Linked DNA regions of Mus musculus: regions 1, 3, 4 and 5 are each linked to region 2. The links are chromatin contacts, called in public Hi-C, HiChIP or PLAC-seq and promoter capture Hi-C maps. All regions are on one chromosome and are shown on one strand. Each heading gives the region's core, a stretch centred on a gene start, on an enhancer-like site or on the middle of the called end of the contact. The rest is flanking DNA. Distances are from core to core; before and after follow the strand shown.

Region 1 (4,239 bases), core at 1,597-4,096, 840 kb after region 2:
CCTACCTGGGCCGGTTCTTTCTCTCTCTCTTTCTCTCTCTCTCTCTCTCTCTCTCTCTCTCTCTCTCTCTCTCTCTCTCTCTCACACACACACACACACACACACACACACGCCTTAGACCACCTGGTGGTCTCCCGCTCCCAGGACGTCGCCATATTGATGCTAAACTTAGTTCGGACACCCAATCTGCATAGCGCACTACTGCCCAGAACTTCAGGACTTGAGATCCTCTTGTCTCAGCCTCTCAAGTAGCTGGGATTACAGGCGTGCGCCACCACGCCCTGCTGCATTTTTTAATTCAAATAATAAGACAAACCAAAACAAAAAAAGACTCCTGGTCTCTTTAGAAAGAGTTACACACTGGAAGGCTGTGCGGTCATCCCCGACTTTGTGCCCGATCCTCTTCCGAGCCCCTCTGTTCAGCACTGTAGTCGCTAAAGCACAGACCTGCAGGCTTCTGAGTTTGTGAGCTATTTGGAGAGGGCATGTGATAAATACCGGAAGCCCAGCACAGCTAGTTCTTGTGTTTGCTCACAGAAAACAGGAACAGAAGTTCAAAGTCTGGCTTGGAGAGAGGCATATACCAGAAGTTCCCGTACTGGTACAGATAATAAGAAAAATGTACCCTGGGGACCTTGATAAATGAACCTCAAGTTACAAAGTAGGACCAGTGTTCCTGGGTTCTGTTAGCTGTTCTATGGGCTGCAGCCCCTTCAGAGGTCAGCAACCCTTTCATAGGGGTTGCCTAAAACCATCAGAAAGTACAGGTCACCACATCATGAACTGAATTTAAGTGTTTTAGCACTAGCAAGGTTGAAAACCACTGGTCTAATGTGTTCCATGTGTCTACAAGATGGGGTCTCTTGGTTTAGAAGGCTGAACGGAGACGAGTCCAGCTCTATAGAAATCCTAACTCCAGCTTGTTTAAAAGTCCTGGTTCTCCAGAGTTTCCTGGTGCATACCTTTAATCCCAGCACTAGAGGGAGGCAGTGACAAAAGGATCATCTGTGAGTTCCAGGCCAGCCAGGGCTGTGCAGGGAGACACCCCACCCCCACCCCCATCTCCGTGTTACCTCTGTAAGAACAGCCCTGATTTGTATGGCCTGCCAGTTTCTTCTGTGTAATTCAGGAGAGACTTCAAGCTGCACGTTCCATCGTTTTATTTACCGTGTGGCTGCCTACGCTATCAATATCCTGGTGAACAGGAGAAGAGACAGACGCTGGGGACGTAGTTTAGGGGTAGAGCACTTATCTAGCGTGCCCACAGCCTTGGGTTCTCCCCACACCCCCAAACCAGAAGTGGTGGTGCTTGCCTGCAGTTCCAGCACTAGAAGGTGAGACGGGCAAGAAGGTCAGTACTTGGTGTATGAAAGGCCAGCCTGGAATAGAGGAGACGCCGTCTCAAAGAAAATAAAAGAATAAATTTTTTAAAAAGTGTTGTGTTTGAGGATCATCTTCATTTTGTATGTGATTTTTGTCCTTTAATTTTTAAAGATTTATTTATTTTATGTATATGAGTACACTGTAGCTCTACAGATGGTTATGAACCATCATGTGGTTGCTGGGAATTGAATTCAGGACCTCTGCTCACTCCGGTCAACCCCACTTGCTCAGGTCTAAAGATTTATTAATTATTACATCTAAGTACGCTCACTGTAGCTGTCTTCAGACACACACTAGAAGAGGGCATCAGATCCTATTATAGATAGCCATGAGCCACCATGTGGTTGCTGGGATTTGAACTCAGGACCTTTGGAAGAGCACTCACTGCTCTTAACCGCTGAGCCATCTCTCCAGCCCCATATAATTTCGTTTTTAAGTGTCTGTGTTCTACAACCAGATCACTGTGTTCCTGGATGTCAGCTGTTGGCTCTCATGAGCTTTGCCCAGAACATCTGGCCTGAGGTCAGTAGAGGCTCCACTGTCCAGCAAGCATGTCCGTCTCTTGGCCCACCGTCCACATGTGACCGCAGGAGCCTGAGAAAGGCCCTGAGTGCAGCCCAATAGAAAAAATCTTAAAACTTCTTTGAGCTTGATGTTTTTGCATCTGGGGGAGTGGCTGGTTGGTTTGTGTCTTCACCGTGCTGTTCTCAAGCATAAACTTCACAGATGACCGAGGGACACCGTGGTGTTACGAAGTCTGGACATGCAGTAACCCTTGGTGCTTGGTGATTCTCTCTGGACACTGCCAGGTGGAGGCAGTGGTTTATGTGGGAAGCTCACATCACCCAAGCACAGCTCCGGGCCAGGAGCAAGCCAGAAATGAAAGTGACAGGCGACACACAGCAAACTGGCACTCCCTTGGGAGTCTCAGGACCCTGTGGGAAATGTCTCTCTCAGGTACAGTTCCAGAAACATGTGATCTTAGCCATTTCATGAGCAAAATAAACCCCACAAGAAAACAAGTCTGGGTGAGATGCAGGGTGAGGGGTCGGCCCTCTGATGTTGTGGCTCTGAGGTACACTTGGTGTCCTGCTGGCTGCATCAGATACTTGTAGTATCTTCCACCTTCTTGCTAGCAACCCTAGGGCAGTACATCAAATGTTTGCTAACTGGTCACATTATGTCAGCAGCATGTTCCTTTAAATCAACCCTATCCCCTTGTGTGCAGAGGCCCAGGAACAACCTTGGATGTTAATCCTCCCCTTCCATCTTGTTTGAAACAAGGTCTTATTGATTTCCCCTCCACTCTGTATCCTAGCTAGTTTTCTTGGGAGCGCTCACGGATCTCTTCCCTGCCTTGCATCTTTACAGTGGAATATTGGAGTCACACAGACAGACACACTGTTCTGTGTTTGGGGACTCCAAGCTCAGTTCCTTAATACTCAAAACAGGAAGCACTGTCCCCAATGGACTACTTCCCCCAGCTCATGGCAGGACATCTCTGACACCCTGAGCCCCCTGTTCTGTGTGGATCAAGTGACCTTTCATTTTGGTCCTTGAACCCAATGGCTTAGCTAACTGAAAGCCAGAGAACTCTGAGATACAGAGACACCCCCTCTGACACTCCCCCCCCCCCCAGTCTCTGCCATTCTCAATGTCCACAGGGGCAGACTGTGTTGGGCTTTGGTTTTCACGCCTGACACATCAGAGGGAAGATTTCTTTGGGTTCTCAAAGTACCCAGCCGAATTCTTGGGTCACATTCTCTGCCTCACCATCTGAAGAAAAGTCCTTGGTTTTCCTTGCTTTTAGAACCTTGCTCCACCCAGCACCTCAGTACTGTTTTAAAGGAAGGGCAAGTCAAACAGCCCAAGCCGGAAGGAGCAGATGCGCCTGTCCAACAGTTAAGTAAACATGGTTTTTATGCTAGACTGTGTGTGCTTCAGGAAAAATAACGGTTGTTTTAATCGGCAATAAGGTCCTCTGTGGGCAAACAGGTTTCACTGCCATTCAGAGAGAGCAAAGGCTATTCATTTATATTATCAGGCCACTTTCTACAGAGAGCCACCTCCCCTGCTCCTTCTGAGACTAGAGCAGGGGAGGGGGGTCCCAGGCTTGACCTGGAATGTGTATGAGCCTGGGCCCTGAGTTACATTTTGTCTGTTTTTGGAGAATCCATGGATTTCTCATCAAGCTTGGACTGGCCTAGTTGTGTGTCTAAAGGCAAGTGCCTTCCATTCAGTCTGGGCACTGAGTCAGGTTTTTGAGACTTTGATTTCAGCAGGAACTGGTATATCCTCAGTAATCTTTTCAAGAAACACCGAATACACAGCTCGTTTGGCTCCCTGCCTCCCTGCCTCCCCTTTCCCCCTTCTATCTTATCAAGATGTATGCTTTTGCCACAGGCACACCTGTGTATTCTGAGAGCCCAGGCTTCAGAACGTGGCCTTGTGACCAGAAGGTCTGCTACCAGAGCTGATAGGTTATTTCTCTGCCGGTGAAGTAAGCCAATTCAAGCCAGATTAGATTATATTAAAGGCAAGTTTATTGGGCAACTGTTCTTGAACGCCCTTTCTGGCCTCAAGGACTGAGGCCAACGGAGTCGCCATGGGGACAGGGAATAGAGGAGAGAAAGAAAGGGGTTGAAGAGAAGAGGAGAGAGGAGGAGGAAAAGATCAGAATGTCTGGATTATACAGGGAGGAGCCTCTAGGGGGAAGGGTAGCCCAGCCCCATGGTTGGAAAGTTCAGGGTTGGGAGCAGGGAATACCAGGTAGGGAGTGAGGGATGCTGGGAGAATCTACAGGCCAGATCTGCTTTAGTATGTTAAGAAGAATGCACCTCAGTCCCTTGTCCTGGT
Region 2 (4,491 bases), core at 181-2,680:
ACAATTTCTTGGCTCACAAAGAATGGTAGGAAAAAGGTGTGCCTTCTCCTTGAAAGCCCTCTGCCACGGGTGACAAGATCCTTATGAATGAGCATCAAGGAATGGCTGACCTCTCGTGAGCTGTTCCTTACAGATCTCTTTCCACAGTAAAATCAACTCCATGGGGTGTGGGGGCACAGCCAGGAATCCCAGCTCTTGGCACTGCACAAGGAGGCAGCGGCTCAACAGATAAAAATTCAGAAGGAAAATGTAAACCCGTCCAAGGGTCCTGCCAGGCATCCCACTGAACCCTGGGGATTCTCAGACACATAAGATTGACTCTCAACTATGGAGATTATGTTTAGGAAATTTCAACGCATCCCCCCCCAACCCCCTTTCTTCAATACAGAGACTTAATATAACTATAGAGCATTAAACGTTTCAACCACCTCTGCACAGACAGCAAAGAGTTAACATGTCTTGAAAGCTGGGCTTATTTCCTTCCAACATTTTCCAGTCTCCCGGGCCTGCTGTTAAAAGCTGCCCAGTGTATCCAAGTTGGGGGCAGGCGATGGTGGCCCGCACATCAGAACCTTCATCGGTATTTATGTTTTAAGACGATCAAGGACGCGAAGGCATCCGCGGTTCTCCCTCTCTCTCCTTCTTTGCCTGGGTACAGTCTGTGGCCTTAGCACAGGCAACTAAAAATAAACGATCCTACACTTTCTTGGTTCTGCACCTTGGTAGGAATAAGCTTTTTAAACGACCACGGGTCTGTTTCTCCGGCAGTACCGACTTAAGGCCTCCGAAGGCAGCTGGCCTGGTGCAGCCCAGCTCCACACTGGCAGCCAACAGGGCCTGGGACATAACTTGGCACCCCGCCCACACCCGGGCCCACTCCAGCGAGGCCCATCCAGTCTGCAGGAACCTGGAGCTCGCGTAGGGGCCTGCACGTCCGCAGGACCCGGGGCTCAAGTGAGCCTTGCCCTTCCATAAGGGACCGCTGGATCGGGTGAGCCCTGCCCCCCCCCCCCATAGGGATCCCAGGCTCCGGTGAGCCCTGCTCCTCCATAGTGTCCCCAGGCTCAGGTAGGCCATGCTCCTGCATAGGGGACCCTGGCCTCAGATGAGGACATGCTCATCCATAGGGTACCCCAGACCCCGGGCTCAGGGAGGCCATGCCCGACCATAAGGGATCCCGGACTTAGGTGAGGCCCTACCCGTCCACAGGAGACCAAGATCTCACGTGGAGGCCCTACCCGTCCACAAGGGATCCCCAGGCTCACATGGATGTCCTGCCCTTCCCCGGGGGAACCCCCAGATCCCGTGGAGCCCCCGCAGGCCCAGCCTGCACCCAGTCCGACTCACGCCATACCTCTCTGTCCCGGCTGGGGCCACACCGCAGTTCCGGACTGCGCGGACGCAGCAACTCCAGGAGCTTAGAGGCCGAGTGCCAGCAGTTTCAAACTCGCCGCGGTAAAGCTCCCGGGATCCGCCAATCCGATTGCACGTAGACGTTCAAAGGAGCCAATCAGAGCTGAGCTACGCTTGGGCGGGGCTGCCTGGGAGCGCAGAGCGCGAAAGGGAGCGGAAACCGCGGCCAGAGGAATTGCAGGAGGGCGGGCGCCAACTGACTCTTGAGCTCTGTTTTCCTTCCAATATCGTCCTGTTGTTTCTGGACAGTCTAATCTATTCTCTTTTTTCTCCAGCTACCTTTCTGTGTGTAATTTCCCTCCAAGACTAACACAATTCAAATGCATTGAATTTAGATAGCCAGCCACCAAAGTGACAGTACCACTACATCAAGAGCTTGTTATTAGCTGGGCGTGGTAGCACACACCTTTAGTCTCAGCTTTCGGGAGGCAAAGGCAGGGCAAATTTCTGAGTTCGAGGCCAGCCTGGTCTACAGAGTGAGTTCCAGGACAGCCAGGGCTACACATACAGAGAAACCCTGTCTCGAAAAACCAAAAAAAAAAAAAAAAAAAAAAAAGAGTTTCTTACTTTTATTTTGTTTTGTTTTGAGACAAGGTTTCTGGGTGTAATTTTGACTGACCTAGAACTTGCTCTGTAGACCAGGCTGGCCTTGAACTCACAGAGATCCTCCTGCCTCTGCCTCCAGAGTACTGGGGTTAAAGGCGTGTGCTGCCACCACCACCTGGCTATTGCTAACATTTAAAATTACTTTATGATTATGCCTTTCAAAATTCTATATTAAGCTGGGATAATATAAATAATATATAATATTAATATATAATATATTAGTTTACATATGTATGTGTGTATATATATGTGTGTGTGTGTGTATATATGTGTGTGTATATATATATATACATATATATATATATATATATCTGAGGATTGTGGCACACACCTTTAATATATGTATATATATAATATTAAGTTTCACTATGGAATTTTCAGACAATATTGGTCTGTGTTAATTCTTCTCATCCCTTCTCCCAGTAACCCTAGTCCCCGCACCTCGTAACTGCACGCCCCCAAGCCCATAGCCCTCTGTGTCCTATCACCATGTCCATGACTCTAATCCCCCCCCCCACTCGGGCAGCCTTTCCTTTCTAGTTGGAACCTTATATACACACTAACATATGAACATTACATGCTAGGATCCGCCTATGAGAAAGAACATGAAGTGTCTGTCTCTCTATGTCTGTGTCAGGTAACTTGATGTATTTTCCAGCTCTCCCGTGTTCCTGCAGATTATGTTTTTTTCAATGAGTTTTTAGCAGCCAGCAGAAGGATCACATTTAAAGTACCTTAAGAAGACAAGAGGATAGGAACCAATGAAACACTGAAAGACACCCTCAAAACTGAAAAGAAAAAATGCCAGCCTGTTTCTGTGATTATACACTTATGTATTCATTATGTATACAATGATAACACACTAAATGTTTTGACATATCTCCACATAAGAATGTTAAATATTGGGCTGAAGAGATGGCTCAGAGGTTAAGAGCACTGTCTGCTCTTCCTAGAGGTCCTGAGTTCAATTCCCAGCAACCACATGATGGCTTATAACCATCTATAATGAGATCTGCTGCCCTCTTCTTGTGTGCAGGCATACATGTGTGTAGAATACTGTATACCAAATAGATAAATCTTTTTTTTAAATGTTAAATATTCCTTAGAAATCAAACCTTCACAAATCTATGAACAAACAAAATGTCATCTGTTTTATCGGCTCTAAGTCAACACCAAAAGCTCTATCTTGCCACCACCCTCAGACCACATCCTTCAAAGAGGCTGTGCTCCACTTTGAAAAGATTCTCAACTCCTCAAGAAAATGAAGCAGTGTGGTGTGGGACCAGAGAGATGGCTCAGCCATTAAGAGCATTTGCGCACAATCATGAAGATGGGAGTTCAGATCCCTCCACCAACAAAACAAACCCAGCATCCTTGTAAATGCCTGTAACCCCAGCTCTGAGGGAGTCCACTCTGTCTTCTCATCTCCATAGGTTTGCATAGGTACTCGAATGCACACAACACACACACACATGTGCACACACACAGACATACACACATAATTAAAATAAACCCTTTTTAATAAAAAAAAAAGTGAAGCAGCATGACAGAGCTGAGGATAATGAGGGGCAGTCTAGGATGGCAGCTGTCTTTGCCTGGACTTCATAGGAGGAGGAAGGCACATCATATCCTCTTAGACAAGACTAATACAGGCTAGAAGACCTGCATCAGAATGAAGAATAAACTAGCTTATCGCATGGGAGCCCATGTCTGCTTCCCCCACTCCGTGATGGGTCTCTATTTGGCTTGACCCTATGCAGGTCTTGCGTGTGCTTCCACAGTCTCTGTGAGTCCAAGTGAGTCTCAAAGACATGGTTTCCTTAGAGTCATCCATCTCCTCTGACTCTTACAATCTTTTTGCCTCCTCTTCCGTATAGATCTGTGAGCCTTGAGGCTATGGGGGCTGATGAACACATCTCATTTAGGACTGGGTGCTCCAAAGTCTCTCACTATGGCCACATTGTCCAATTGTGAGTCTCTGTGTTAACTCCATCTCCCCATTCTGTGCAAGAAGCTTTTCTGATGTGGGTTGAGCTAGGCACTTATCTATGTGTATAGAAGTATGCTATTAGCAGTCATTTTATTGCTATGTTCCTTTAGCAGGATAATAGTATTTGGTTTCCCCCTAGGTCCATAACTTACCTAGTCTTAGGTCCTTGGTCACTTTCACAGTGTCAGATAAGAGATCCATCTCATGAAGTGGGCCTTCCGTCCTATCACAATGTAGTTACTTCCATAACATGTGTCACTCTTGTGCCACTGTGTCTTATAGACAGGTTACTGTTGTAGGTCACAGGGTTTGTAGCTGAGTAATATCATGTTCATTTAAAAACACAATACTGGGAGCTGGAGAGATGATTCAATAGCTAAGAGCGTTTATTGCTCTTTCAGGTGAGCCAGGTTTGATTCCCAGCACCAATATAGAGACTTCAAACCATTAGTCACCCCAGTTCCTGGAGAACCAATGTCCTT
Region 3 (3,982 bases), core at 482-2,981, 540 kb after region 2:
ACCCAACTTTTTCTTGATAGAATTGGCAGTGTGAACCTTAGAGAGTGGAGCTTAAAACTAAGTCAGACTAAAGTCTCTAATAGCCAGTTTTATTCAGCGCATCAGACAATTTACATTCTGAGGGTTCAGAGTCACGTGAGTCAAGTCTCCAATCACAAGGATAAGTTGCCTGTGGTGGATAAGCATCATATGGCAAAATCCCATTTTTCCATAGTGACATATAAAGAAATAACAATAAACAGTTTTAATGAATAATCTGACTTAACTCTGATCTACTACACCTGGGAGGGGCACAAAAGCCCCTTCCAAGAACAATTCTGTTTCTGAAGACACTGAGGTCACAAGACTCTTCTCTCGTTTTCTTAGAGTTTTATCAGAACCACTCAGAATTCTCCTCGCACAACTCGATTCTTAGTCAAAAACAAACGACAACTTTATAAGAAGAAAAAAAATTAAGGCATAGAACCATTAGTCGACAGCAAAAGAGTGAGGCAGTCCAGTATCCATCAATTATGCATAAGTAAAATGTAGGCTGTATATGTGCTTGGGGGATGGTTCAGTCTTGAAAAGAAAGGGACTTTGGTTGGTTTGTTTGTTTTGTTTTTGTTTTGTTGTTATTGTTGTTGTTATTGTTGCTGCCGCTGCCGCTCCTCCTCCTTCTCCTTCTCCTCCTTGCCCTTGTTTGGAGGCAGGGTCTCACTGTGTCTCACTCTAGCTGGCCTGGAACTCACTCTGTAGAGTACCGGGACTTAAGGCATGCTCCACCATGCCTGACTGGAAGGGATGGCTTTTTACTGTGATTTTATTATACATACATTATACAGAATAACCAGAATAACTAGTAGTGGTGCTGTCATCCATGATAAACAGAAGAGAGCGAGCTGAGCAGGAATCCATAATTCCCTCCAATGAGGTTAGAGAACAAGAGCGATTGGAACCCAAGGTGGGAAGGAGAGAATTAGATACGGGTAGGACCATAAATGGAGAGCTAAACACGATGGGGCCTTAGAGGGAAGGAAGAAGCTGGGGCGGGTGAGGGGGGGGCATGAGAAGGATGGTGAGGGGAGGCTAGAGTGGCTTCTTCAGGTCAGTTTCCCCAGTAACTCTCCAGTCCTAAGAACAAAGAAAGACCTGCCTTTTTCTTACCTTTTAGGGACAGCAGGAAGCTTTATGGACTCTGTCCTAAAAGTACAGGCCTGTGTTTTCAACAACTGTGAAGTTTCTATACATGTATAGAAGAACTTTGGCTAGTCACTTACCCAGGACTCTTCCTTATCCTCCATCCCCTTCCTGGAGCATAAGGGACCCAAGACCCTACTTCAGTAAAATAAAATAAAAATAAAAATAAAATGATAAAATAAGTAGTCAATATCCAGCTTTGCATCTATCAAAGTTTAGAATGAATGTTTCCAAATTTACAAACTCACTGCTCAGTAGTCAGAGAGCAGGACCAGTAAATAATAACTCTGTTATGTTCCATTGACCTGGGGCCACAGTCAATTAAGCATCAACTTTTCTAATGGGACATTGATCTTCGGTATCGCGGCACATTGCTTGGGCCAGTGTTTATGTCCCGATGTCCCTGAAGCACTGCAAGCCAGAGACTTGTTATCAAAGACCAGTTATCTCAGTGACAGACTGGCTTATCTGCTAGGGGAACAATCCTCCACACAGTGCTTTCAACAGCTGAATTCTTTCCAGCACTAAGGGAGTAAACACAAAGCTCACTTCTGCCTCTTTTAAAGTAACAGGAAGGTCACAGGACTGCAGATCTTCCCCAGAAGCCCCACCCACTTCTGATCTTTCTCATTGGCTACTTTTGACGCAAGAGATGCTGGGAAATGTAGTTTTCAGTTGGGCACGGTTTTCTTTCAATAAAAGGAATACATACATCATCTACCATTTTCACCCCCGCAAGTGCAAGTTCAGATTCTGAATGCCAGTAGACAGAGTTTCATAGGGTGCCATTAACACCCCAGCTGCTCCCTCTATGCACACCCTTCTTCTTCACCCCCTTTTCAAAATCGCTGGTACCTTATACACTTCCTAGAAACATGATGCGCGACTTTAGGTGACTGGGATGCTAAAAAGTACATATGCTAAGGGATAATGGGATGCTAAGATCTATTTTTTACCTAATCTGCCTCCAGAGACAGGAAGCTATGCTAGAAAGAAGCCTGGCTTGGTTGCTGGCAGAATTGAGAGGCTAATTAGAAAGCAACACTTGAGCCTGTAGTAACTGGTCATACTTCTTACTTTACGTATCTGTGGGGTGGGGGCATGGTGGGGGACTATCAGTAGGGTTTTAAATACCATCTATTGCTTTTGATAATTGTTTGTAGTGTGACTCGCATAGGTTCACGTGACAGATATCGTCTTCAGCAAGAATCTCGGGAAGTGAGATTTGAGAGATGGTGTAGCAGTCAGGAGTATCTTGTACTCTTGCAGAGGACCTGGGCTCAATTCCCAGGACCCACATAATAGCTAACAACCATCTACAACTCCAGTTTCAGGGATCAATGCTCTTTTCTGCCCTCTGGGCACACAAGGCACATACATGGTACCCATACATGCAGGGAGACACTGATACACATAAAATAAAAACAAATACTTTGTTTTAGAGTGTGAGGCAGTAAAGATGTAAGATCATGCTTTGATTGGGCTGCAGAGATGCCTCAGTGGTTCAAAGTATACTGCTCTTACAGAGGCCAGAGTTTGGGTCCCAGCAACCACACCAGGAAGCTCAAAGCCCTCATAACTCAAGATCCAACAGATTTAAGAACAGCTTCTGGTCTTTGTGGGCACCTGCGCTCACACATACACATAATTAAAATATTTTTTGAGAAGATAAAAACACTTTAAAGGATTATTCTATAATTGGCTCTCCCTGGTTGGTTTATCAAATTAGTACATCTTCCTTGAGGAGAGATAGGAACCAAGCACACTTTTGCTTTCCTGAAAACAGAGTTTAGGAAGCTCCAGATAAATTCCTTGCCTCTTATTGAAAGGATTTCCTCGGAGTCTCTGAAATAATCTTGGTTCTCTTACCTTAGACTATAATTTGTCCCTCCGATGGAACCAGGATAAGCTTTAAAAGCTGTGAGTCTCAATCTGTGGATAGCGACCCCTGGTGGTCGCACATCAGATATCCTACACGTGAGATATTTATATTATGATTCCTAACAGTAGCAAAATTACAGCCACGAAGTAGCAGTGAAAATAATTTTATGGTTTTTGGGGGGGGGGGGTGTCACAACATGAGTAACAGTATCACAGGGTCTTAGTCTTGGGATAGTTGAGAACCATAAAGAATAATGTGTATCTTGTCTGGCATGACACACATTGTAGAGATGCTAGAGCATTTTAAATGGTTCCTTAGGGCCTAGAATTTGTGGGATACGTTAGAAGACAGCAGATTGTCACGTCTGAGAGGATAGCAAACCCTTTCCTGGTTGGGGACGGGAAGTGACTAACACATGGTCTTTTTCTTTTTTTTTTTCTTTTTTTTTTGTTTCCTTCTCTTCTCTCTCTTTCATTGATGCCTTTTGTTTTTGAGACGGGTCTCACCATGTAGCCCAGGCAGGCCTTGTCTTTCCAAATGCTGCACTTACACACGTGCAACGCCACACCTGGGCTCAGCTGAATAGTCCTTTATAAATGTAAAAAACAAAGACGATTCCTGGTAAGGACTTCTCTCATCTTTACCACCCACACTGTTAGAGTTAGGCATGTTGACTAATCCTGCTTCCTCTTTTTATGCTGCTTTGTGAACTTTCTCTTTTATGGAGGGATTGGTAGGTAGTGAACTGTCTCTTGCCCTCATGTCTTACACTGTAGCCTTGGGCCAAGTCCAGTGCTCCTCTGAACTACAGAGGCCTAAGTCCCTGAAGGGTGTGTCGGAGCATTTGGTCAGAGGGCCAAACGTTTCTCAGGGTAAGCTGGTGTTTCTACATGGCAATAGGTCAAGACTAAAAATAGGATT
Region 4 (4,118 bases), core at 368-2,867, 940 kb after region 2:
GAAGTCGGAGCGGCTCTTGGTTTACAACATTACAGCAGCATGTTATGTTGCTTGCCAGATAAAATCTAGGATGCTCAATTATAATTTAATTGTCAGATAAAAAGTTCATGTGTGTGTGTGTGTGTGTGTGTGTGTGTGTGTGTGTGTGAAAATGAGCTTTGGGATCCTCGTTACCGTTTCTGCATTCTGTAGCCTAACCTGAAGGTGTTGCTGCTGGTGGGGAACCCGAGGACCAGGACACTCATCTCAGTATTCCTTGGAGAAAGCCATTCTGAATTTGAGAGGTTAGCAGAGTCCAGGAGTCCAAGGTGCCAGGCAGAGGCTGGGACTGGAGGTGGGCTTTGTGTGGAGTCCCAGAATGCAGTGTGCACTCCAGGGGTGTCCTGTGTAGTCTGAGGGAGGGTGCCAAGGGCACTGAAACTGTTAGGCTACCAAATCATTTCTCTCAGGAATCTCATCCCAGCAAGGAAAAGCTGACGACTCCCTCTGCAGCAGCCTCGGAGGTTAAGGAAGGCGTCCCAAGCAAGAGCCTGACATTTATCTTCAGGGCTCTGCTGCTACCACCAAGAATGTCAACCTCAGCAGGGCATGGTGGCGCATGCCTTTAATTCCAGCACTTGGGAGTTAAGGCAGGCAGATTTCTGAGTTCGAGGCCAGCCTGGTCTACAAAGTGAGCTCCAGGACAGCCAGGGCTATACAGAGAAACCCTGTCTTGAACCCCCCCCCCCCAATAAAAAGAATGTCAACCTCTTTGGGGTCCAGGACATTGTGGGCACCTTGGAATGGGCACAGGGAACCAAGAGGCCCCCAGCCTAACTGGATAGGACTTCAGGCAGGCAGTCGGGACACGGGAGCCGAGGGACTAAAGACTCTATTTTTCCTCAGTGGACCAGAAGCACTTCAGTATTTCTCAAGCACCATTGAATGGCAGCATCTGAAGAAGGTACATGTACCAAATATACAGCGAGACATTTTCTTAGAAGAAAAGAAACAGGAGAAATTAATTTTGCTGTTTCATCTTGCTTGAGAGGCACAAAATGCTAAACATGTAATCAGTATATGACTAATTAATGAGATTGATGATTAATGAGAGACTTTGACTTTTTAAAAGTCTATCTCAAAATCCAGAGAGCACAGAGAGGCCACATGTGGTGACCCCTCCCCACAGGCCTATGAGGAAGGCTCGCTCCCTCCCTCCCTCCCTCCCTCCCTCCCTTCCCAGCTTTCTGGGGATTTGGTGCCCCGCCCCCCAACTCCCGCCCCACCCCCACTCCTCTGTCAACCTTCCCAGCCTTTAACGTGTGCAGGTTGTGCCAAAATCATATTAGCTGGCTCAGCTCCCGGTGCAATTATATTAGTTACCTGGCCTGTTAGCCCTGCCTTGGCCATGGAAGCTGAGCCTTACCCCTCTTTAAAGCTTCCTTGAAGACTCAGGCATAGTTTACTTGCACCCTTGAGCTCCTGAACACAGGCGCCATTGGGTTCCTGAGGATAGGTGGAGATGCGTAGTGAGCTGAGGCCTTACCCAGGCCTCTTTTCGAGCCACCTGAGATGGGGGCTTCTTTGCCTTCGGTCTTCTCCATAGGGCGAGCCCTGCATGCATAAGAGTTATTCCCTGTACTCTTGCGCCACCTTGTGGTACTTGTGAAAAATCCGAAAATGGCCTCCCGCATCTAGGTCTCACCTAGCAGAACAGCCTGGAAGGACCAGCTGGCTTTTGTAATCGCCTTTAGTCTGAGAGGAAATGAGATTTGTTACTGAATATGCACCGTCTCCTAGGGGTCGAGCTGCCTGCGGAGAGTTCAGTCGCTGTAGTGACTACAGCCGGAACAAAGAGGAAGCATAAATTCCAGGCTGCTCCTCTGTCGTTTAGACAGAATCCTGTCCTAAGCCTAAATGTATGTGGTCTGTCCATTGGAGTTAGCTCTGGCCATGACCAGTCCAAAACAAACAAGCAACAAAAATAAGCAAATATGTAAAGATAATAAAGTCTGATAAGGCTGGTTGCAGCCTACTATGCTTGACAATACAATAATATTGTCTTATTCCAAGCCTTATATGCTTGGAAATCCCTGTATCAAGGAAGGAGTGTGAGGGCTAGGGAGATGGCTCAGTCAGTCAAGTACTTGCCTTGCAGCTGGGGGGCCTGAGTTTGAACCACAGAACTCACACAGGGGATCGGTGTCCCAACTCTGGGTTGGTTTAGACAAGCCGATTCCACTGGCTGGCCAGCCACTCTAGTTTACTTGGTGAGTTCCGGGCCAAGGAGAGACCTGTCTCTGAAGACAAGGTGGATGGATGGCGCTTGTGTAATGACACCCCAAGTTTTCCTCTGGCTTCTATGCATGGGGACAACGTGTGAACACACAGAAGGTTCCTCAATCATGTTCCAACAAGGGACAGGAACAGTGGTTTTCATCAACAGAGCTGGGCAACACATGCCCCCTCCTTCTCCCTCAATGATTTTTCTGTATGCTGCACACCCCTGTCCCCTGAGTCATAAGCCACCTGCAATTTCAGACTGGAAATAAAATCAGCCCCAGACCCTGACTTTGCCGGGTCTTGCAGGAGAGATGACCCCATGAAGCTGAGTCTGCTCTTTGCTTCAAGTTTTTACTGAGGCTTATGGCTGCCAGAGCAGAAGTTTCCCCATGGCCACGGTGGCTTTGGGAGGCCTTGCTAAATAGAGTACCTCAGAAATACAAAGTCCTTCCCACCCGGTGGCCCCAGCACTTAGAGTTCCTAAGTGTATTTTTCATTTCCGTTAAGGCATCAAAAGCCTTTAAAGTCCAATTTTGTAGGGAAACAATTTAAGCTTTTACCTGACATCCCAACCTTAGCATAAAAGTTCTCATTATGTGGGTTCTATGGGAGATGTTCATCAATGGGAGCCAGTGACGGAATTTGGTCCTTTCTCCGCGAGGGTGTGTCAGCGTGAGGCACTTCAGGAGGTCGGATGTCTGTGCACCATCTGTAGCTTTACACATCTATACGTCTACACACGTACGTATGTCTGAGGGGCAGAGGCTAGAGGTTTATGGGAAGAAGGTATTGAGCTTCTGAACAGTACCTAAGATCTTCTGTTAGTCCTGGCATCAGGAGAGAAGTTGGGAGCTGAGATGTCTAACTCAGGACTTGCAAGTTCCCATCCTGGTGCGGGAGCAGACTCGGAGGCAGCCTCAGCCAGTGAGTCACAGAACTCAACACTGGCAAGTAAGGCATCCTCACAGAGGACACTGGAACGGGTGGAGATGGGGCAGGGTGGATGGCCCGGCAGTTAAGACCACTTGCCGCTCTTCTCAGAGGACCCAGGGTTGGTTCCCAGCACCCATGTGACCATTCACAACCATCTGACCTAGGCTGGGTGGTCTCTGTTGTACTAAGCTGAATGATGGGGTGAAGGTATGGCTGTGGCCAGGTCAGGGAGTGGGGGAGAAGCAGATCTGTTTTAAATTGTGTCCTCTTAACCTATACTAGAAAGCCTTTCCCAAGACCTGTTTCATGACCCTATGTAGAAAGATACTCATCTATCTCCCGGGTTTTCACATGCTACCCTTTCAAATAGCACCCTCCTAAGACACACAGACATGGAGGTGACCTTTCATGGAGAGGTGGCCCGATCATGCTCCCTACATCCTTCACAGCACAATGTGGAAGGCTGTGAGGTCCTACACACCTATCTTAGCCAGAGGGTTAAGGAAAGTGTCTATGGTCAGCTGGGAGGCTCAGAGGGGGACAGAGAATTTTAAGAAAGAAATAGAAAAACATGCCTTTGGGGATCATTAAAAAAACAAAACAAACAAACAAACAACAGTGTCACTCCAGTCCTTCCTGGGTCAATTTATGGTTAAAAATCTTGCTGCTGAAGGGGAAATCTCAAACTCCCACAGGGGATAGTAACAGGATGTGGGCGTGCTATCTATGACCGCTAAACACTGCACAACTCTTGATGTGGTACAACTTGAACCCTTGAAGTATGGAATGTGAACTTGTCATTTCCTCTAAGATAGGATTTTATTTTATTTTATTTTATTTTATTTTATTTTATTTATTTTATGTAGTCTTCCAGGCTGACCTTGGAATCCCAACCTCCTGCCTCAACCTTCTGAGTACTGATC
Region 5 (4,487 bases), core at 1,443-3,942, 740 kb after region 2:
TACAATTAAGCAACAAAAATATACTAGGATTTACACCACTATTTTTATGTTTGCACTGAGAACATTAGGTTTAAAGGGTACCCAGCACATAAAAATACAACATGTTTGTATTTGAGAAACAAAGATTTAGATGTCCCCTCGAGCCTCAACTGCAAGGCACCCTTTCCTTTATCCATAAACCTGGTGACTTAAGCTCAGGGTGATGGTGATTTCATTATTTCTGCAACGGGAGGCGCTCATCTTCCCTTGCCCCTTCTTCCTGCAGGGGACTCAGCCTTCCACCTACCTTCTGATTCATTTCCCCTGGAACGCTGAGGAGTTTTTTACAATGATCCGATCTGTTTTGTATCTGGTGTTTCCATTGTAATGCTATTACAGAACCAGCGTCGTGACAAATCGTCTGTTTATGAGGGGAATCAGTTCTACAAGAAGTAGAAAATTAGGTAAGCTTCTGTTCTGCAGTAACAATAAAAACCAGGATGGGGGAGAAGAATCCTCCAATTTATTCTCATCTGTATCAGCAGGGAAGCTTGAGAAGATGAGAATTTTCTCCTAATATCTTCTCAAGCCGATGATTAACTACAGATACCATGCCAAAACTGTAGTTCCCCTAAGGAAGACCAAGATGTTCTCAAGCTTAGCCTGACACGGGCCCTTTAAGAAAACCAGGCACTTCAAACTCCACCCCTCTGCCGACTGGAAGCCTGCAGGTCGGCTTCCCAAGGCAGTAAGTTTTAGGGATAAACCGGAGAGAGCTAGTCCCCACCCCTCACTCCCGAGAGAATGCTCCAAGGGCTGTAAGCCCTCCAAACCCCGCAATCTGGAGGTGGGGTGAGAAAAGAACAATAGAAACTTGTGAAGTATGGAAGCCACGCCCACCCCAGACTGCCCTGAATAAAGCGGAAAGAATGCAGTTAAACCCCAGTCCCGGGCAGTGCTCCCCTTACCCCATCCATCTCACCCCGCGAGCTGCTTTTCCAGAAGCGTCCTGTAACCGAAGGAGCCGAGTGTCTCCTGTCCCAGACCCAACATGGCAAAAGTCAAGGAGCCAAGTAAACTTCAGTGACAAAGTGGCTCCCTCAGCAGAGGATTATTTACACTGGTGCTCTGCTGCTGGAGAGCAAAGCCAAAGGCTCTCCTGCACTCCCCTGGATTTTTAACTTTTATTGTTACATTTTGCTTCACCGACTGTGTTCCTAGCTCTAAACTCAAGCCTACCTAGGAGACGTCTTGGGGGGTGGGAGGGCTCACCGAAGTTAGCATGTCTGGGTTGTTGACTAGAGGCAGCCATCTTGGTAAACCTGAGGTCAAGGTTTCACCCCTGGCAGGTTAAGAGTTATTCCGAGGTGAGACCAGTTCCTATTTAGCAGTGGGGACGAAACATGTCTAACCACTGGATCCAATTTGGTTTAAAGACAAGGTTATGAGCCAGGAAAGCCATGTAGTCATGGCTAAGCGCTTTATAAAACTATAAAACAGTTGACAGCCAGAAAACACTTTTCATCCCGCACCCCTTTATTTTGCATTTTGTTTCCATGAGTTTGTTCTTCCGTCGACTAAACTTGGATAATAAAGCCCGCCTGGTTAGTTTCACTTTCCATTTTTTCCCCCAGAAACGAAAGCTGTTTTGTATCAGGAGGTGAAGTGTTTAGACCCTTCTCACCTGCTAGGCCTGTTTCCTACAAGCAAGCTCTCCTAAGAGGGAGGGGCCTAACAGTATTTGAATTTCTGATTCTTTGAAGCTGGGCTCTCTACAGTAGTAATTACGGTTTTATTTTTTAGCTCCTGGAGTTTTGTAGGAGTTGGAGAGCAGCGGATAATAATGGTTATACAGTTCCCCTCACTTAATCGTGGTTATTTGTTTAGCATTGTGCCTGCAGTTACTTTGGAAAATTGGTACTTGAAGTTTGTTTCAACCCTTCTGAGATTAAAAAAAAAAAAAAATTAAATAAAGCTCCCGTTTCTTTAACTAGACAAATCTTGGTTTCTTAATCCTATCCCCGTGACCGGTGCAGAGTCTTTGCAGGAGGTAAAGAGAAAAAGGTGGGTGGCGCCTGGTTCAAACAACTGGACGCACCGGGGCCTTGTGGCAAGCTAGGCTAACCTGTGGCTGCCGACATGCCACAACACAGACAGACACACAGAGAGGGAGAGAAATAGATACACAGACACACAGACAGACACACAGATACTCTTCTTTTTCGACCCACTGCAGTGCAACTTTCTGTTCCCAGCCCCAAGCGCGGTCTGCACGGGGCACCCTGGGGGAGATCCACGCGCGCCGGCGCCGATCCAAGGTGCCAGGCTCCAGCTGAGCGGGGGTGGGAGGGTGGGGTGGCCCAAGGAGCCCGGCTGCCCCTCCCACGTGTCCCGGCACCTGCGGGGCTGGCGCTGCGTGGGGTCCGCCTTTCTCCGGAAGAGGCGGCGCGGCGCGGCGGTGTATGTGTGTGTGTTGGGGGGCTGGGGCCCGGGGACGCAGGGGACCCTCCGGGGCGGGAGCACGTGCGCGGGGAGGCGGCGGGGGCTCGAGCGTCTGTGTGCAGCTGCTAGGAGAGCGCTGGGGCTGGGGCTTTGCGGGGACGGCCCCGCGGAGCGCGCCAGAGTCCCGGCGCTGCAGTACTGCCCGAGTCCGGGCGGGGTCTCTGTTCCCTGGCGGAGCAGCTCGCGCGGCCGCGGGAAGCGCCCTCTCTTTCTCCGCCGCCGCCGCCGCGCGTCTGCGCCCTGCCGCCCGCCCGCGCCGCGCTCTGAGCTCCCCCGCTCCCCAGCTCCCCCGCCGCCGCCGCGCGCCCGGCCCCGCGCCCACTCGCCGCGCGCCCACTCGCCGCGCGCCCGGCCCTCGGCGCCCGGCTCCCCGCGCCCACTCGCCCAGCCATGGCGGACAGCGCGAGCGAGAGCGACACGGACGCGGCGGGCGGCGGCCCGGCAGCCATGCAGTCGTCCTGCTCGGCGACCTCGGGCGGCAGCGGCGGGGGCGGCGGCGGGAAGTCGGGGGGCATTGTCATCTCGCCGTTCCGCCTGGAGGAGCTCACCAACCGCCTGGCCTCGCTGCAGCAGGAGAACAAGGTGCTCAAGATAGAGCTGGAGACCTACAAACTCAAGTGCAAGGCGCTGCAGGAGGAGAACCGCGACCTGCGCAAAGCCAGCGTGACCATCGTGAGTGCACCCCGCGGACCAGGGGGGACCCCCGAGTGCGCGCCCCCGTGCGGGGTTGCGGGCCTGCGGGCACAGAGAGCGGGCCTTGGGGCCACGAGCGCCCTCCCTCCCTTGAGGTGTTGGAGGTGCCTAGGGAGACTCCCCAACGTCCCCTCGTCGCCTAGGGTGGAGGTCCCTCCGAGCCAGGGCTAGAGGCTGGCGGCGTGGCTGGGGGGGGGGCGGGGTGGGACTTTCTCAACCCTAGGGTGCCTGAAGGCTCCGAATAGAGGGACACCCTCTCCGGAGCCCCCGTGAGTGGACGAAGCTGGGGTCTGTCCAGGGGTTAGTTGGGGAGACGGGGTGTGCCACTGGGCTGGGTCCCCAGTTGGCAGGAGGACGGCGCTTTGCTGGATCGCCGGCGCTGGGGGAGGGAGAGAGTGGCCCGGAATCCGGGAAGTGGAGTTTTCTGGCCAGGATGGAAAGGGAAGGGCGGGCACTGAGGCTACACCAGCACCCCGTTCGGAATCACTGTCCTTTTGGGCCCGGAGGGTGGGCGGGTACAGAGTAGTGGGGAGTGTAACGTCTGGCGCTGGCTGGGACAGGGTTGGAGCTTGAAACCAGGATGGAGGGTGGCCGCTGGGACTGCCTGGCTGAGCAAGGATGTACGTGCGTCTCCTTCATTGGTTCGAGAGTCTTAGGAGTACTTGCCTGTGAGTCTAGGTACTTGACGGGAACACAGGCCATCTGTTCTGTTTCTACCTGGCCCCTCGAGGCTCCCCTGGAAGAGGGTAAGATTAGTCTGAGATCAGCCTCCTGGTGTAGCCGAGTGGAAAGGCCCCCGTAGCGGTGATGAGGCGAAACGTAACTAGAAAAAGTACGCGTTGTGCTCTCACCTCCCATCCTTGCCAACTCTACATCATTAACATGCAGAATCCCCCACAGACAACCCTATTCAGATCAAAACAGTTTCCCAGCCAGCAGCACGGAAAGAAAATGTCAAGGAATCAAGGAGGATAAATTGCCAGAGCCGCTTGCACACAGCTGATTAGATGAAACCCTTCCAGTGGAGAAAAAGAGATTTGGTGGTGGGTCAGGGATCATATCCTGGAGACGAGAACGGGACAAATTTAAGCTGCCCTTGTGCCAAGAAAAAGTGATATGTGTGTGTGTGTGTGCCCTGTGGCTTCTATATGGCTGCCTTGGTTTGTGTAGCTAGCCGGTCTCAGTCTCCACTAGAGAGGCAGTGTGATTTGCAACCTAAATAGCAGTTGGTCTTGCAGAAAAGCATCTTACTTGCTCTTAACCAGTCCCGTTCTATGCGAGTACATCTCCAGGCAGCAAGTTACTGGATTGGC

Evidence for each region. Promoter capture Hi-C pulls out the DNA fragments that hold promoters and counts their contacts. Hi-C and Micro-C count contacts between places; a contact is called where the count stands out from the background. HiChIP or PLAC-seq counts read pairs in DNA pulled down with a chosen protein or histone mark.
Region 1: an H3K4me3 HiChIP or PLAC-seq map of the 230-238 cell line shows a contact between it and region 2, with 6 times the contacts expected there. The contact joins the enhancer-like site here to the promoter of Cdk1 in region 2. A contact is called at or near these places in 1 of 39 promoter capture datasets (hippocampal neurons), 1 of 484 Hi-C or Micro-C datasets (the G1E-ER4 cell line) and 7 of 115 datasets of contacts at active chromatin or transcription factors (the 230-238 cell line, the NIH/3T3 cell line, embryonic stem cells and 3 more).
Region 3: a Hi-C map of forebrain shows a contact between it and region 2, with 6 times the contacts expected there. The contact joins the enhancer-like site here to the promoter of Cdk1 in region 2. A contact is called at or near these places in 1 of 39 promoter capture datasets (hippocampal neurons), 1 of 484 Hi-C or Micro-C datasets (forebrain) and 4 of 115 datasets of contacts at active chromatin or transcription factors (embryonic stem cells, extraembryonic endoderm stem cells and fetal liver).
Region 4: a promoter capture Hi-C map of hippocampal neurons shows a contact between it and region 2, with 6 times the contacts expected there. The contact joins the enhancer-like site here to the promoter of Cdk1 in region 2. A contact is called at or near these places in 1 of 39 promoter capture datasets (hippocampal neurons), 7 of 484 Hi-C or Micro-C datasets (CD8 T cells, the G1E-ER4 cell line, the HPC-7 cell line and 4 more) and 4 of 115 datasets of contacts at active chromatin or transcription factors (embryonic stem cells, epiblast stem cells, large pre-B cells and 1 more).
Region 5: a contact with region 2 is called in a promoter capture Hi-C map of pre-B cells. The contact joins the promoter of Ccdc6 here to the promoter of Cdk1 in region 2. A contact is called at or near these places in 6 of 39 promoter capture datasets (the C10 cell line, cranial neural crest, hippocampal neurons and 3 more), 1 of 15 datasets of contacts at CTCF or cohesin (large pre-B cells), 9 of 484 Hi-C or Micro-C datasets (B cells, CD8 T cells, the G1E-ER4 cell line and 3 more) and 5 of 115 datasets of contacts at active chromatin or transcription factors (effector CD8 T cells, embryonic stem cells, forebrain and 2 more).

The regions. Positions count from the first base shown.
Region 1 is chr10:70,194,980-70,199,218 of GRCm38.p6, forward strand. No RefSeq gene overlaps it. Among named protein-coding and RNA genes, the nearest start is that of Mrln, 7.6 kb to the right of the region's middle. Within about 2 kb of position 2,847, at least 37 of the 459 cell types and tissues checked have an H3K27ac peak or open chromatin away from gene starts, as enhancers often do. A contact at or near this core is called in the 230-238 cell line, where this site is marked.
Region 2 is chr10:69,351,482-69,355,972 of GRCm38.p6, forward strand. Cdk1 (cyclin-dependent kinase 1) reads right to left here and starts at 1,431. Exons shown (of 8, transcript NM_007659.4): 1 at 1,355-1,431.
Region 3 is chr10:69,886,855-69,890,836 of GRCm38.p6, forward strand. The region is part of intron 16 of Ank3 (ankyrin 3, epithelial); the gene reads left to right. Among named protein-coding and RNA genes, the nearest start is that of Gm33416, 22 kb to the left of the region's middle. Within about 2 kb of position 1,732, at least 105 of the 459 cell types and tissues checked have an H3K27ac peak or open chromatin away from gene starts, as enhancers often do. A contact at or near this core is called in forebrain, where this site is marked.
Region 4 is chr10:70,295,369-70,299,486 of GRCm38.p6, forward strand. The region is part of intron 2 of Gm40687 (a long non-coding RNA gene); the gene reads left to right. Among named protein-coding and RNA genes, the nearest start is that of Gm33704, 4.0 kb to the left of the region's middle. Within about 2 kb of position 1,618, at least 37 of the 459 cell types and tissues checked have an H3K27ac peak or open chromatin away from gene starts, as enhancers often do. A contact at or near this core is called in cerebral cortex, cortical neurons and hippocampal neurons, where this site is marked.
Region 5 is chr10:70,094,429-70,098,915 of GRCm38.p6, forward strand. It overlaps Ccdc6 (coiled-coil domain containing 6), which reads left to right and starts at 2,693. Exons shown (of 9, transcript NM_001111121.1): 1 at 2,693-3,153. The coding sequence starts at 2,872. Gm51771 (a long non-coding RNA gene) reads right to left here. Exons shown (of 3, transcript XR_003948903.1): 3 at 1-422.